Regions from separate parts of the Zea mays genome. Here region 2 is linked to region 1. The links are chromatin contacts, called in public Hi-C maps. All regions are on one chromosome and are shown on one strand. Each heading gives the region's core, a stretch centred on a gene start, on an enhancer-like site or on the middle of the called end of the contact. The rest is flanking DNA. Distances are from core to core; before and after follow the strand shown. Region 1 holds the start of LOC100274180 (Ubiquitin carboxyl-terminal hydrolase-related protein). Region 2 holds the start of LOC100284905.

Evidence for each region. A called contact is a pair of places that touch in the nucleus more often than the background predicts.
Region 2: a Hi-C map of endosperm shows a contact between it and region 1, with 4 times the contacts expected there. The contact joins the promoter of LOC100284905 here to the promoter of LOC100274180 in region 1. A contact is called at or near these places in 7 of 25 Hi-C or Micro-C datasets (bundle sheath, ear, endosperm and 3 more) and 1 of 3 datasets of contacts at active chromatin or transcription factors (leaf).

What each region holds. Positions count from the first base shown.
Region 1 is chr1:13,921,150-13,928,216 of Zm-B73-REFERENCE-NAM-5.0, reverse strand. LOC100274180 (Ubiquitin carboxyl-terminal hydrolase-related protein) reads left to right here and starts at 2,746. Exons shown (of 13, transcript NM_001360559.1): 1 at 2,746-5,290; 2 at 5,384-5,512; 3 at 5,626-5,814; 4 at 5,918-5,985. The coding sequence starts at 2,831.
Region 2 is chr1:14,100,122-14,107,188 of Zm-B73-REFERENCE-NAM-5.0, reverse strand. It overlaps LOC100284905, which reads left to right and starts at 2,611. Exons shown (of 3, transcript NM_001157800.2): 1 at 2,611-2,849; 2 at 3,250-3,618; 3 at 3,723-4,688. The coding sequence starts at 2,727. The coding sequence ends at 4,169. It also overlaps the pseudogene LOC109942743.

The sequences.
Region 1 (7,067 bases), core at 1,497-3,996:
ATGACTTCCACAAAGTTAATCACTTAATTGTCATTAGTGTTTTCCCTTTTTAATAAATAAACCATTAGTTTACATGCACTTATAGCCTAGACATAAAACTAATACATGCAGACAATGAAAGATTATAATTCAAACGGGTAGAGAATAATTTTATGAACATTCTACAATTTGAACTACCCAATTTGGAGTTCATATGCAAACGATATGAAATAAACAAGTTTTGGAATTCAAAATACAACATTAGGCCTATTTCTGTGATAGAAATAAAGGTTAGGGGCTTTTCTACAAAAAAACTCAGTGCATGCGCGCGAAAACCAGGGACGGCAGGTTGATTTCTAAAAAGTGGAGGGTCTATTTAACAAAAAGACCACGCGAAGGGGTACATGGTATTCTCAGCCGTTTGATCACAGATCTACGGCTGAGATCAAATCTGAGCTTGAGCGAGCGCGCGGATGCGCGGACGAGCGCTGACAGGCGGGCCAGGGTTGTCAGCGGCTTGGGGATGAGGCGGCCTAACTGGTCGGGCCCAACTACAGGGCGCGGGTAAGCGACCAGATCTGAATCGGATGGGTAGGATTATGTCTGCTCTAATTAACTCTGGGCCGCTTGATTTCAGATGGACGCTTGAGATCCCGCGGCAAGCCTTGGCAGGGTCTCATTGGCTGCCAGCGGCGGCACCGCCCGATCCTGCGGCAGAGTTTTGCTAGAGGCGAGGGCGCGACCACGCCGGGGTCCCAGGGTGCTGGAAAGGGCTCAAGTGGGTTCGGGGTGACACAGCGGACTCGGTCGTGGGCACGACACCGGCGTAGAGGCATCGGAGGGTACCAGTCTGCGGTGGAGTGGCCTTAACAGCGGTGCTAGCCTACTCCGGCGAGCTATTGTGTGAGCAACAAGGCAGGAAATGGGAAATTAGGGGCCTAGGGAGGTGAGTTACCTCGAGAGACGGCTCTGGAGCGCTTGAGCGACGACGAAAACACAACGGGGGCCCTGGTCGACGGCGGCGACGACACGACTGCATGACGAGGATTCAAGTGAGCGTGAGCAGGGGAGAATAGAGGGGGTAGGGGCAAACCAAAGGGTGTCTTGGGTTGCTAGCGAGGAGGCGGAGCTCACCGGGACAACGGACACGGCCGAGGCTCGACGGTGGACGCAGAACGATCCTGAGGTCGCGGCGGATGACGATGGTGCTCCACGGGCGCGCAACGTGCGAGAGCTCTATAGAGGGGCGCTACTGGGCGAGGGGAGTGAGTGAGTGGGGTGCAGGCTCAAAAAGGAGGTCGGGCGTGTGGGGAGGTGGCCAGGAAACACGCGACGTGGATGCATCCACGGCGTGGTGTGCGGACGAGAGGTTAGGGAAGCGGAGGTGGCTGACGAGTGGGGTCCGCGGGCCAGCAAGGGAGTACTCACGAATGGACGGTCAGCGCTGACAGGGCAGACCCATCAGACAGAGGGAGAGCGCGCGCGAGAGAGAGCGAGATGCGGCGCCGACAGGATGGCCCCACCGAGCAGAGGGAGAGAGGGAGCGAGGGTGCGCGAGCGAAGGCTGGCGCTGACAAGTGTTAGATGTTCTAGATGATTTTTAAAAACATTGCATGTTTTGGAAGGGTTTCTAAAGCTGACTCTGATCATGTTCTTCTAAGCATAAGTATCTAGTTGCCAATGGCTCTAAAGATTTATTAGTTTGTCACCGTAGACTTGGTCACGTTGGTTTTGATCATCTAACTCGTGTTAGTGGTTTAGATCTTATATGTGGTTTGCCTAGGCTTAAGGGTGATAGTGATTTAGTATGCTCTTCATGTGCACATGGTAAGATGCCTGCAGGGATAAATGAAAAACACTCTAGGGCATCTTTTACATATTGACATAGTTGACCTTCACGTGTCCAAACTTCTTGAGATATATGGCACGTTGAAGATTACTCTAGATTTACTCGGGTTTTCTTTACGGCATCTAAAGATGAGGCTTTAGCCTTTAGGTCATTCCAAAAGTCTTGTTCTTACATTATCTATTGATCTCACATGATCTCTTAGAGCTATTAGAAGTGATAACATGATTGGGTTTAAAAATTCTTATTTTGATCACTTGTGTGCTGGAAAAGCTATTGCACATCAATTCTCATCAACTAGAGTATCTCAACAAAATGATATTGTTTAAAGAAAAAAACATAACAATAGTTGAAATGGTTAGGACAACAATGCGCTATGGATTTTTTACTCTTAGGGCTAGTTTGAGAACCCCATTTTTTCAAGAGAAATTAGTTCATTAATCCCTTAGAAAATGAGGTTCCTAAACTAGCCCTTAGAAAATGTTGTATTGAAGCTTTGTGCCATTTAGCTTTATAATATTTTTTTGAGATAAAAATACCAATACTATTTTTATAAATCTAGCCAACCTCGAACTCATTTGACTCATACGAAATGAGCGATGAACACTTGTTTTGCGAGAGAGTGTGTAGACTTTTCTTGACGGAGTACTCCACAGTGTCGCATGTGAGAACCTGTTGTGGCATCACAGGTGACGCTCGACGACGGTGAGGTGACAGTGAACCAGAAACCAAAGCCCAAAAGAAAAACAAAACGTGGCCCATGGAGCCTGGCTGAAGTCCTGAACGGATGGCCGGTGTACGTGTACCGTATCTCGTATCGATCCGACCTCGCGGTCCGCATCGGATCGTCTAGCGCACGCTCGCTCTCGCTCTCGCTCTCGCTCGTGTTAGGTGTAGAGACCCAGACCTGGACCCACCGCGGCGGCACTCCAGTCCGGCTGGCTGCGCGTCTTGTTTTATGGGGTATCCGCGCGGCGCTCCGGTTCGCCCCCAAATCTCATTCCCATGGGCCGGAAGAAGCGAACCTCCGCACCAAACCCTACTCCGCCACCGCTGGACGCCTCCCGCCGGTCGCCGGCGGCGGCGGAGAAGCCAGCCGGCATCGGCAGGGAAGATGCCGCCGTGCGCGCCGAGGTCGACAAAGCGCTTGCGTGCCTGCAGCGGGGCAGCCACGCGCGTGCGCAGCGCCTCACGAGGGACGCCATCGCCCGCCACGGGGAGGCCTCACCGCTGCTCCTGCGGGCGCACGGCACCGTCCACGCTCGCGCCGCCTCCGTCCTCGACGACCACGCCAGCCGCGCGCGCCACCAGCGTACAGCGCTCCAGGCGGCCCAGCGCGCCGTCCAGCTCGCGCCGGACTCCATCGAGCTGGCCCACTTCCACGCCATGCTGCTCTTCGACGCTGCCACCGACTCCCGCGCCTACGATGAGGTCGTCGCTGAGTGCGAGCGCGGCCTCAGCATCGAGGCCCCCTCCGACCCCGCGCCCCACTCCCTCAGGTTGCCCGGCCCCGACGTCGACCAGGTCCAGTCCGAGCTCCGCAACTTGATCCAGAAGGCCAACCTCGCCTCCATCTCCTCTTGGGTCAAAAACATGGGCGGCGCGGGGGACGACAAGCTTCGCCTCATCCCTGTGCGCCGTCTAGCGGACGAGCCAATGGAGGCCCGGCTTGTCCCCACGGCGCCCTCCCCGCGCCGCCCAAACGAGATCAAGAAGGCGACCAAGACCACCGAGGAGCGCCGCCAGGAGATCGAGGTACGCCTGGCTGCCATGAGGCTGCTGCAGCAGCAGAAGGAGCAGAGCAATGATGTTGTGTCTGCTACCCCTGCCTCTTCCCGGTCACATGGAGATGATGCCCCCTCATCGTCTGAGTCATCGGTGGGCGGACATCGAGCTGACCGGAGAAAAGGTGGGTCTAGGAAAGCAACAGGCTCATCCGCGTCTGAGCGCACTGACCAGGTGCGTGCCTACTGGGGCTCGATACCAGTGGAGCAAAGGCTTGCATTCTTAAACACTAGCATTTCTGAGCTCAAGTCACACTATGCTTCTGCAATGCACAAGGAGAAAGATGCTGCCAGTGCAGCATCTGATGTGCTCAATGAGGTGATACAATTTGCCAACAAGCATGACAAGTGGGAGTTCATGGTATGTGGTAGGTGTCGGGAGCAGTTTACACATGTGGAGGCACACCGGTGGCATGTCATGGTTGAGCATGTTGGGCTACTCTCATCCGAGCTGCAGGAAATGGTTCCGCAGGAGATTGATGCTGACTGGGCAGAAATGCTCAGTGGTTGCAACTGGAGGCCATTGGATGCTACTGCCGCACTGAAACTTTTTGAGGAAGATCAACACAACAACCTTGGACCAGATAGGGAGGATGAATCGAATTCGTTAGATAGTTGGAGTAACAAAGCCATGGACATGTCAGAATCCTCAGCCTGGTCACACAACGAGGAGTCTAGCGGTTTTGGAGTGGTGGTGAGGGAAGGTGACACCAAGTGGCCATTCTCAGATGATGACGAAAGGGCCAAGATTTTAGAAAGAATCCATTCATCGTTCAAAATCCTTGTGAAGAACCATAATCTTTCAGTGCACAATCTAAACAGGGTGATTCGATTTGCTGTAGAGGAACTCAGGGGGTTGCCATCTGGGTCACTACTGCTTAATCACTCTTTGGACGAGTCGCCACTTTGCATTCGCTTCTTGGAGGCATCATCACTGCAGAAAGTAGATAATTTCTTGCAGGACTTAATGCAGGCTTCTGGACTTAATAGGAACTTACAGAAGGCTGAAGGATTAGGTGACGGGGATAGTTTCATCCAAAACCACGATGTACTAGAGAAGGTTACCCTTAATTCTGATTCATCAGAACTGATCATTGATGGGCACACCTTCGGCGGAAAGTTTGATTCCGAGAGTGTTGATACTGATGCATTGCTTTCATGGCTGTACGCCGGATCTTCAATTGGTGAGCAGCTATTGGCCTGGAATCGTATGATCGACGAAAGGTCAAATCAGTGCGTCGACCTTATTCGAGCACTTGGGAGGGAGTTCAACAACCTGCAAAACTCATGTGAACGGAAACTTGAACAGCTGAGAAATGAGGATGCCTTTACTTCTGTGGAGGGCCTCTTTTGTGAAGAGCAAACACGAAGGGAGCAGGTGGGACGGTATGGATTCCAAACTTTCGAGGAGCTCCTCAGGAAGCGGCAGGAGTTTTTGGAACACAACACTGAGGAGCAGTCCGACAGTAACAGATCTGAGATAGATGCAATCTCAGCTATTTTGAAGGAACTTCACACATCACACTTTGGTTATGATGAGGCCCTTACTGGCATGGCCCCACGCTTTTCTGACTTCGATGGGGGCGAAGAAGATGAATGGAGGCTGCATGATTTTATACATCCAAATGATTCAATGGTACACATGGTTGTATCAAAGATGAAGGAACATGTTACTATGGAGGTTAGTTTTTCTGGATTCTGTTCACTGCAGGAGTTACATAAAACCTTCAAAATGCATTTATAATATATGTTCCATAACTTTTTTTGCTTGCAGATTAGCAAGATAGATGCTAAGATTATGCGAACTTTATCTGTGATGCGGCAACTAGAGCACAAGCTTGGACCTGTTTCTGCTCTTGATTATCGAATGATTCTTTTACCCCTTATGAGGTCGTTCTTGCAGGTATGTATACATCATCACAAGTTTTGTTCCAGCACACTGTTTTGCTTTTTTTTATATGTCAGCACCTTATGTTTTTGTTCATTGCTTAACTGTCGTTATGGTATGCAATGTAGAGCCATTTGGAAGAGCTGGTGGATAAGGATGCGAGAGAGAGATCTGATGCTGCAAGGGAAGCCTTCTTGGCTGAACTTGCTTTGGATGCTAAGAAGAATGCAAGCAAAGGGGGTGATATGAAACAATCCCATGAAAAATCAAAGGATAAGAAGAAGTTTAAGGATTCTCGTAGGGCAAAGGAGTTCAAGGTGGATCTGATTTTGTGCTAGACCTAGACCATACACTTTACTCTTTTTCATGTTCACATGAAGGATTTTTTTTGTTCTTACAATTCTTCTGAATTTTCCCTAGGATTCAAGCTGGAGCGACCAGTCTCTCATTCACCAAGACAGTGCTGACGAGGAAACAACAGAGACATTGTAAGTGACTCTTGCAGTTCTTATATTCTCAAGAGCTCTTTGTGAAGCACATTTGTTCAAGTTTCTTAATTGGGTACGGTGCTTTGGAATCCTTAGTTTCCTTTTCTTTTGGGGTATCTGTAGTAACTCTGTACTACAAATAACTGGCATTCTAATCAGCTTATTGTTGTTTTTGTGAAGTCACATTGCGTCAACAGAATTTACTCAAAGGAAGATGCTTGGTTCTGCTTAGTTTGATTAAGTTTTTTCTTATCCTACGCAAAACATGTTATATGTCAAGATATCATCTTGCAGCAGCAGGAAGCAGCCAATTTATGTAGTATGCTTCATTTATGTTATTCTATACTCGCCGAACCATGTTAACCTTACCCAATAATTTTAGTTTGTTTGAGTTGGTCATGTGAATTGTGTCTAGCGCAGTGGTGAGAAGCCTTTCCATTGCACCAAAAGGTGCTGGGTTCGATGCAACCTCTTTGCACGATGTAGGGATTGTTGGAATAAGTCATGTGGTCTGTGGGTAGAGGACAACAGGATTCCTTACTGCAGTTTTGACTGCTTTAAGGACAGCAGGAATCCTTACTGCAGTTTTGACTGCTTTAAGGACAACAGGTTTAGTATGAAGGACAACAACATCTCCTTTAGTATCTAGAGGACAGCAGAAGCTTTTGACTATCCTCCTTTAGCATCTAGAGGATAGCAAGGACAACAACATCTGTAGTGCTGCAGACTAGTGTGTAGTGCAGCGTGTTCACTGTGTAGTGTGTAGTGCAGCCCCTAGGGCTATAAATATGTGTCCCCAACCCTTAGATGGGTATGTCATTGTGTAGTGTTTGAGAAAATAAACAGAAAATTGCTCCAACTCATAGTGTCATTCTTTTGATGAGAGTAAGAGCCCCGTTGCTTACAATTGGTATCAGAGAGAGGTTGTCTTGCAGCCTAAACATCTCTTGCTCATCTCCTTCCCGCGCCTCTCCATATACTCAGTCGGCAGCAAGAGCTCGAACTGCTCCTTCCTCTCCTGCTCGGACGAGCAGCCTTTCATCTGAGAGCGCCTCTTCCACACGCAGCGACCCCTCGCTAGC
Region 2 (7,067 bases), core at 1,362-3,861, 180 kb before region 1:
GCGCCCCCCGGATCCCGCCGCCCGCGACCGATTCCCCTGGAACACGTCCGTCCGCCTCCACGCCCCCGCATCGCGCTGCTCTACTTTGCGTGGATGCGCTATTGCGACGTGCGGCCGGGCGCCTACAACGTTCCTCACTGTCCTCAAGGCCTGTGGCCGCGCCGGACTCCTGGTTCACGCCGAGGCCGTGAGGAGAGAGGGCTGGGCGCGGACCTCTTCACGGTGAACACGCTCATCAACTTCTAATGCAGGATCCTGGATTGCCACTAGGGGAGGATTGTGTTCGACAAGGCGGGCAACGTCTCATGGAACTCCATGGTCGCTGGGTTCTTCGGGAAGGGGAGATGAGGCTCGCGCAGGAGCTGTTCGACGAAATGCCGCAGAAAGACACGTTCTCTTGGGGGTCCTTGATCGACGTTTACACGGAATGTGATCTTAGAAACATTTTTGTTGATGGGCATTCAGGTGTGAGGAAGCCAAGGAGGCTTTGGAGTATTTTCAGAGTATGCCGGGGTGTGGCGTAAGGCCTGATAAGGTCGTTGCCGTGGGGGCTGTCAGTGCTAGTGCTCAGCTGGGCGCTTTGGAGCAAGTAAGATGGCTTCACTCTTGCTTGGAGAAGTGCTATCTGATGATGTGGTCTGGATGTCGTTGGACTTGCAACTCATGGTTATGGTCTGGATGCTGTCATGCTGTTTCATCGAGTGGAGGCAGAAAAGGTTGCAGTGGACGATCTTAGTGTACTTGTCATTCTGATTGCTTGCACACATGCTGGCTTGATCTCAGAGGGTTTAGAAATATTTCACAGAATGAAAAATGATTTTGGGATAGATCCCGAGGTAGAATTGGTTGATCTACTTGGCCGTGCTGGACATTTGCGTTGAGCTGGCTGAGTTATAAATGGAACGTCTTGCAAATCTTGGAGCTGATTCTGGAGTCTGTTTTTCTATCAAATATATATGCTGATGAAGCAATGTGGGGTGATGTTTTGAGGATTAGGAAAATGATATGTGATGAGGGGATGAGAAAGGATATTGGACGGAGTGTGATTGAAGTGGATGGAGAAATACATGAGTTTGTGAAGGGAGGTTGCTCATATCATTATAAGGAGGAAATGTACTTGGTGCTTTGGAATTTATCTAACATGGCAGCATCTATTTGATTGCTTCTTTCTGTACCAACTTTGTGAAATCATTCATCACGAGTCTGTTGATTCAACATTCTAGTCATGCACCAAATTGCATCTGATGGTTCATAGCCCAGATGGTAACTGCCTATTTTTCAAGCCTGAATTTTCCTGCTCAAGCACAAGCAGGTGCCAACATGAACAGTACCGACTCAATGAGGCTCTTGAGTATCCATGTGCTGTCCATTTATTATTATTTTTCTTGACTTGCTTCCACAGTGGTGACTCAACATGTGATTTAACGAAGAAGATTTATGCTTTTGGCTGCAGTTGTTACTCCTTTTAGTCAGTTTTAAATTGCATCATGCATTAGAGTAGCCACTTGTGGATTATGGGATTTAAAAGTGGTTTTGGCCTTTAAAGGACAAGTTTAGTCCTAATTGAGAAGTGTCTGCACCTCTGTACCATTGTTCTTTACTTCATCAGAGTGAAGATACATGAAGTTCAGATTTCAGAATGAAGACTTCAAGATTGTATACTGCCTCTTACTTCCGTCTACTTTATGTGTTTCATTTTATATCTGTGTTGTTGTTTGCTGATTACAAAAATGAAAAGTGGCTGATTTTGGGAACAACATTTGATGATTTGGGACTCTGTAATATGCCTTGTTTTGGTTATTTGGCTTTAGAACTGAAAAGTGATTGCTTTCTAAATTACCAGTATGGTTTATGCATATAGTCATGACTACCTGACCATCAGCACGAGTAGTTTGACTTGGCACTCTATTTTGTTTAGTCGATCTAGCATGATTGAGACACCTAAATGGTTGGTCCTCTTTGCTAATTGTAAGAAGCATGCTCAAGCTTAGAATTTAAGATTATATCCTAACAGAGTTAACAATGATGAACACTATCAAGCTACATAAGTGCTGCTGGACCGTGGGGTTCGGTGGTGTATTTACGTCAACCTTGGGGCATGAGACTCGAGTATGGTTTGGTGTAGGCGTCTTATGCATGTAAAATAGAACAGAAACCAATTTGTTTGTTCCTCTTTTTTTTCCTGTTTATTAATACCTACTTTACCTTAAACACTAAAACTTTGTTTGGTGTAGGCGTCTTATGCAGTATGAACTTTTGGTGTGAGCTGTCTGAGGGTGGGCGCAGTCACGCACGCAGGAAGCTGATTGACGAGCCTGGACGGATCACTCTCGCTCCACTCCAGTCACCAGTAGCCGAGTGCCACGTCCATCTTTTACGTGACGCGAAGCCGCGAAGCGGTCGGTTCTTATCACTTATCATCAGGGGGCCAGTCGGGGCAACCAGCTACAGGACACGTCCAGATGAACTTGCCCAGGTATGCATGCCCCGGCCCGACCACACTGACTGAACCTGGACGGCTTCCCGGTCTCGTGCGCTGCCCGGGCAGTCTGGTGGGGCACTTGGATAACACGCTGCAGCGGGTTATTATAAACAGGGACAGGTCCGCCTCCTCGCCGTCTCGTCTGACCGTACGTCTTTGGTGATGAAGCATCGATCCGGGAGAAGGTTCAGCATTAGCTCTAGCTAGAGCTAGATAGCCGGAGGAGGAGCTAGTAGGAAGAGGCATGGATAATCATCAACTTGTCGCCATGGCAGCGGTGGCTCAGCCGGCGAGCCCGACCTCGCCGCACGTCGCGCACAAGATCCCGCCCGGCGACGGGCCTTACGCGAGGGCCAAGCACTTCCAGGTAAAAGCCTCCATCAATTAGGATCTAGATTACCAATCATTAGCTGTTAGCTCAGCATGCTCATAACTGTTTTTTTATTTTTTTATTTTTTTGCTGTCGACGGATGGTTGTTCTAGCTTGATTCTAGGTCTCATTATTGGTTAGATCTGTATAATCTGGTGATTAAGTTAATTTCACACAAATAATCACAATTACTAACAGTATTAGCTTGAGATCTATAGGCATTTCTGAATTTTCTATTACCGAGTAAAATTTAGCAACATCATTTATTTACTAGTGATCTAGAGAGAGAGAAAAAGGCAAAACGACTCACAATAATTTGGAACGGAGTGATCTGATTGAAATGAACTTTTAAATTATTTATTATTAATACCGTTGCTGTGATGATCGAATAATTAAGCTGGTGGAGAAGGACCTGGACGCGTCGATCGCGTGGTTCTGGAAGGCGATCAGCGCGGGCGACAAGTTGGACAGCGCGCTCAAGGACATGGCGGTGGTGATGAAGCAGCGCGGGTACCTGGCGGAGGCCATCGACGCCATCAGGTCGCTGCGGCACCTGTGCCCGAAGCAGTCCCAGGAGCCGCTGGACAACATCCTCCTGGACCTCTACAAGGCCAGCGGGCGGACCAAGGAGGAGATCGAGCTGCTCAAGCAGAAGCTCCGCAAGATCTACCTCGGCGAGGCGTTCCATGGCAGGACCACCAAGCGCGCCCGCTCGCACGGCCGCAAGATCCACGTCTCCGTCAAGCAAGAGACATCGCGCGTCCTGGTGCGTGTGCATGCGGCGGTCCCCAGACCCCAGCCTGTTCCAGAGTCCACACGTCCAGTGCGTGGCATAGCTAATAAGCTTCGCCGGACATGCATGCAATGCAGGGCAACCTCGCGTGGGCGTACATGCAGCAGCGCAACTTCATGGCGGCGGAGGTGGTGTACCGGAAGGCGCAGATGATCGACCCGGACGCCAACAAGGCGTGCAACCTCGCCCTCTGCCTCATCGAGCAGGCCCGGCTCGCCGACGCCGAGCTCGTCCTCGCCGACGTGCTCGCCGGGAGGTACCTGCAGGCCCGCGACCAGCAGGACGGCAAGATCGTCCGGAAAGTGGAGGAGCTGCTGGCCCGGATCATGGCGCATACGACGTGGCCGGGCGGTGGCGGCGGTGACGGACGACGACGCCCGGCGGATAAGAGCGGGAGCGGGAGCGAGAGCGACGACGATGACTGGGTCGAGAACCAGATGCTGGCTTTGCTCGACGTGGCGGTGCCGTACCGGAAGAAGAGCAGGAGGCTGCCGGTCTTTGAGGAGATCTCGCGAGCAGAATAGCAGATGGCTGATATAGATTAGCAGCAGCATCATCATCTTTCGATCGAGCTCCATGCATATATCGTTTGAGCGAGCGCGGATCCTCTGGACCTAACTGCAGTCTGCAGATAGGTAGGTAGGTAGGTCTGAGCTGATCCAGACCCACATGTCAGTGACCGGACGCAGAGGATCTGCTTCCATTATTATTTGATCGACTCCTGTCCAGCTCAACCTTTTGGACCAACTCCGTGGCGATAGCAGTAGCAGCAGCAGAAAGGTAAAGCGCGCGTGTGTGTGTGTGCCCCTGTGAATCTGTGGATCGGAGACAGTGTGCAGTAGCATAGCATCAGCAGCAAGGTATTTAAAGCGTGCAAGTGTGTGTATAACTGTATATACGCTTCTTATATGCATCTGTGGATATTTTGCATGGATCGGACGCATGTCGCAGTCGTGTAGTACGTGCGTTTGTAAAGCTATTTTCACCAGTATACTCATCTCTATGCTCATATTCAAATTTTCACTATATATCTGGTTGGTTGCCGTGTCAGTCTAACAGGATGCAATTTCACTATACGTCTGATTGGTTGCCGTATCAGTCTAACAATTTCACTATACGTATTGGTTGCCGTATCAGTCTAACAGGATGGCTAAATGGAGCCAGAATAAGTAGCATCAGGTTGAGCTTATGCAAGATATATTTATTTGGTTGCTTTCAGCCTTTCACAGACTCAATATATAGACTAGATACAGATTTTTTGGTTAGTTGTACCGATATATGTATTAGAGAAGAGTATATAAATAAATCTTCAAATATTACATAGCATGTGTGGTCTAGTTTTGTTCGCAAAAATTTTAGATACACAAATATAAAATCTTTTACATAGAAAATATAATAAAAAACAAAATTAAATTACATTCTGCATGACTGTATCCTGCATGCGCGGAGATGCCTGCGGCACACGTTTGAACGTAGCATGGATGGACGATCGATTTTGCATCAGCTGATTCTGCATGGTTACACACATGAACCAAACATGAAATGCTTTAGGACTCCTCGCGTGCAGTTGCACATGTAGAGATGCGAACCAATCAGCCAGTATGTGAATCTAATCTAATATGTACATATGTTCGTCCTTAAAAGTGCAAACCTGATCGTACCCATCGTTTCATTTCTATGCTGGTCCAATCACCAGAAATTGGCACAACGTTTGAATATATAGATGCGATTCAACCGGAGGTGATACCATCCGCTCATGTGGCTCGACATTGCGGTGGATAATAATGATATCACCATAAATGACATGTGATTTGGGCGACCGGTCGGCATGGTCGATACTGACCGTATTACGACTATGTCGATCCTCGTGTTAGAGTCTGGATCGGTCGATATCATTTTAGTCATTTGGATTTCAAAAAATATATAAGATACTAAAAATCTTTTAGGAATCCACCTTATAGAGGGGTACTTTGGTGCATTCACATCCATTGCTCTCCGGTTCATAACCTCCTCCTCCATTTGTAGCGTTGCACTTTCTGTTTCGATATGGATTTAAGATAAAGCCCTAACTTTGACATGCTGACGAACTTGCCCAAAACATTTTGACACCCCTATCAATGTGGGGCAGGTCTTCTTTGATTGTCTTTCTTTCGTTCGTTATCAATGAGAGGATGTTTTTTATCATCTCTATTCCGTAACTTCACAACCTTTCCATATATATATATATCTGAAAGTCGCCTAGAGGGAGGGTGAATAGGCAAATCTGAAATTTATAAACTTTAAGCACAATCTACAAGCCGGGTTACCGTTAGAAATATAACCGAGTTTGAAAGAGAGGGCGAAAACAAATCACAAGGAAATAAAGCATGACACGGTGATTTGTTTTACCGAGGTTCGGTTCTTGCAAACCTACTTCCCGTTGAGGTGGTCACAAAGACCGGGTCTCTTTCAACCCTTTCCCTCTCTCAAACGGTCACCTAGACCGAGTGAGCTTTTCTCCTCAATCAAATGAGTCACTTAGACCACATAAGGACCACCACAACTTGTTGTCTCTTGCTTTGATTACAAAGGTGTTGAGAACAAGAAATGGGGAAGAAGAAAAGCGATCCAAGAACAAGAGCTCAAAGAACACGAGCAAAAACTCTCTCTCTAGTCACTATTTGCTTGGAGTGGAAATGGGACTTGGAGAGGCTTTGATTCTATTTGATTTGTGTCTTGTATTGATTGCACTAGCTCTTGTATTGAATATGAAGTCTGAAAAACTTGGATGCCTTGAAGTGTGGTGGTTAGGGGATATTTATAGCCCCACCCACCAAAATGGCCATTGGGGAGGCTGTCTGTCGATGGGCGCACCGGACAGTCCGATGCGCCACCGGACACTGTCCGGTGCGCCAGCCACGTCACCCAACCGTTAGGGTTTGACCGTTGAAGCTCTAACAGGTGGGACCACCGGACAATCCGGTGGTGCACCGGACAGGTACTGTTCACTGTCTGGTGCGCCTTCTGGCGCTGCTCTGACTCTGCGCGCTCTGTCCGTGCACTGTGCACCTGTCAGCCGACCGTTGAAGTCGATCGTTGCGCTTGGAAGCCGTTGCTCTGCTGGCACACCGGACAGTCCGGTGAATTATAGCGGAGTGACTTTTCCAGAAACCCGAAGGTGGCGAGTTGGAGTTGATCCACCCTGGTGCACCGAACACAGTCCGGTGGCACACCGGACAGTCCGGTGGCACACCGGACAGTCCGGTGCGCCAGACCAGGGCAGCATTCGGTTTTCTTTTACTCCTTTCTTTTAAACCCAATCTTGGACTTTTTATTGGTTTGTGTTGAATCTTTGGCACCTGTAGAACTTATAATCTAGAGCAAACTAGTTAGTCCAATTGTTTGTGTTGGGCAATTCAACCACCAAAATTATTTAGGAAAAT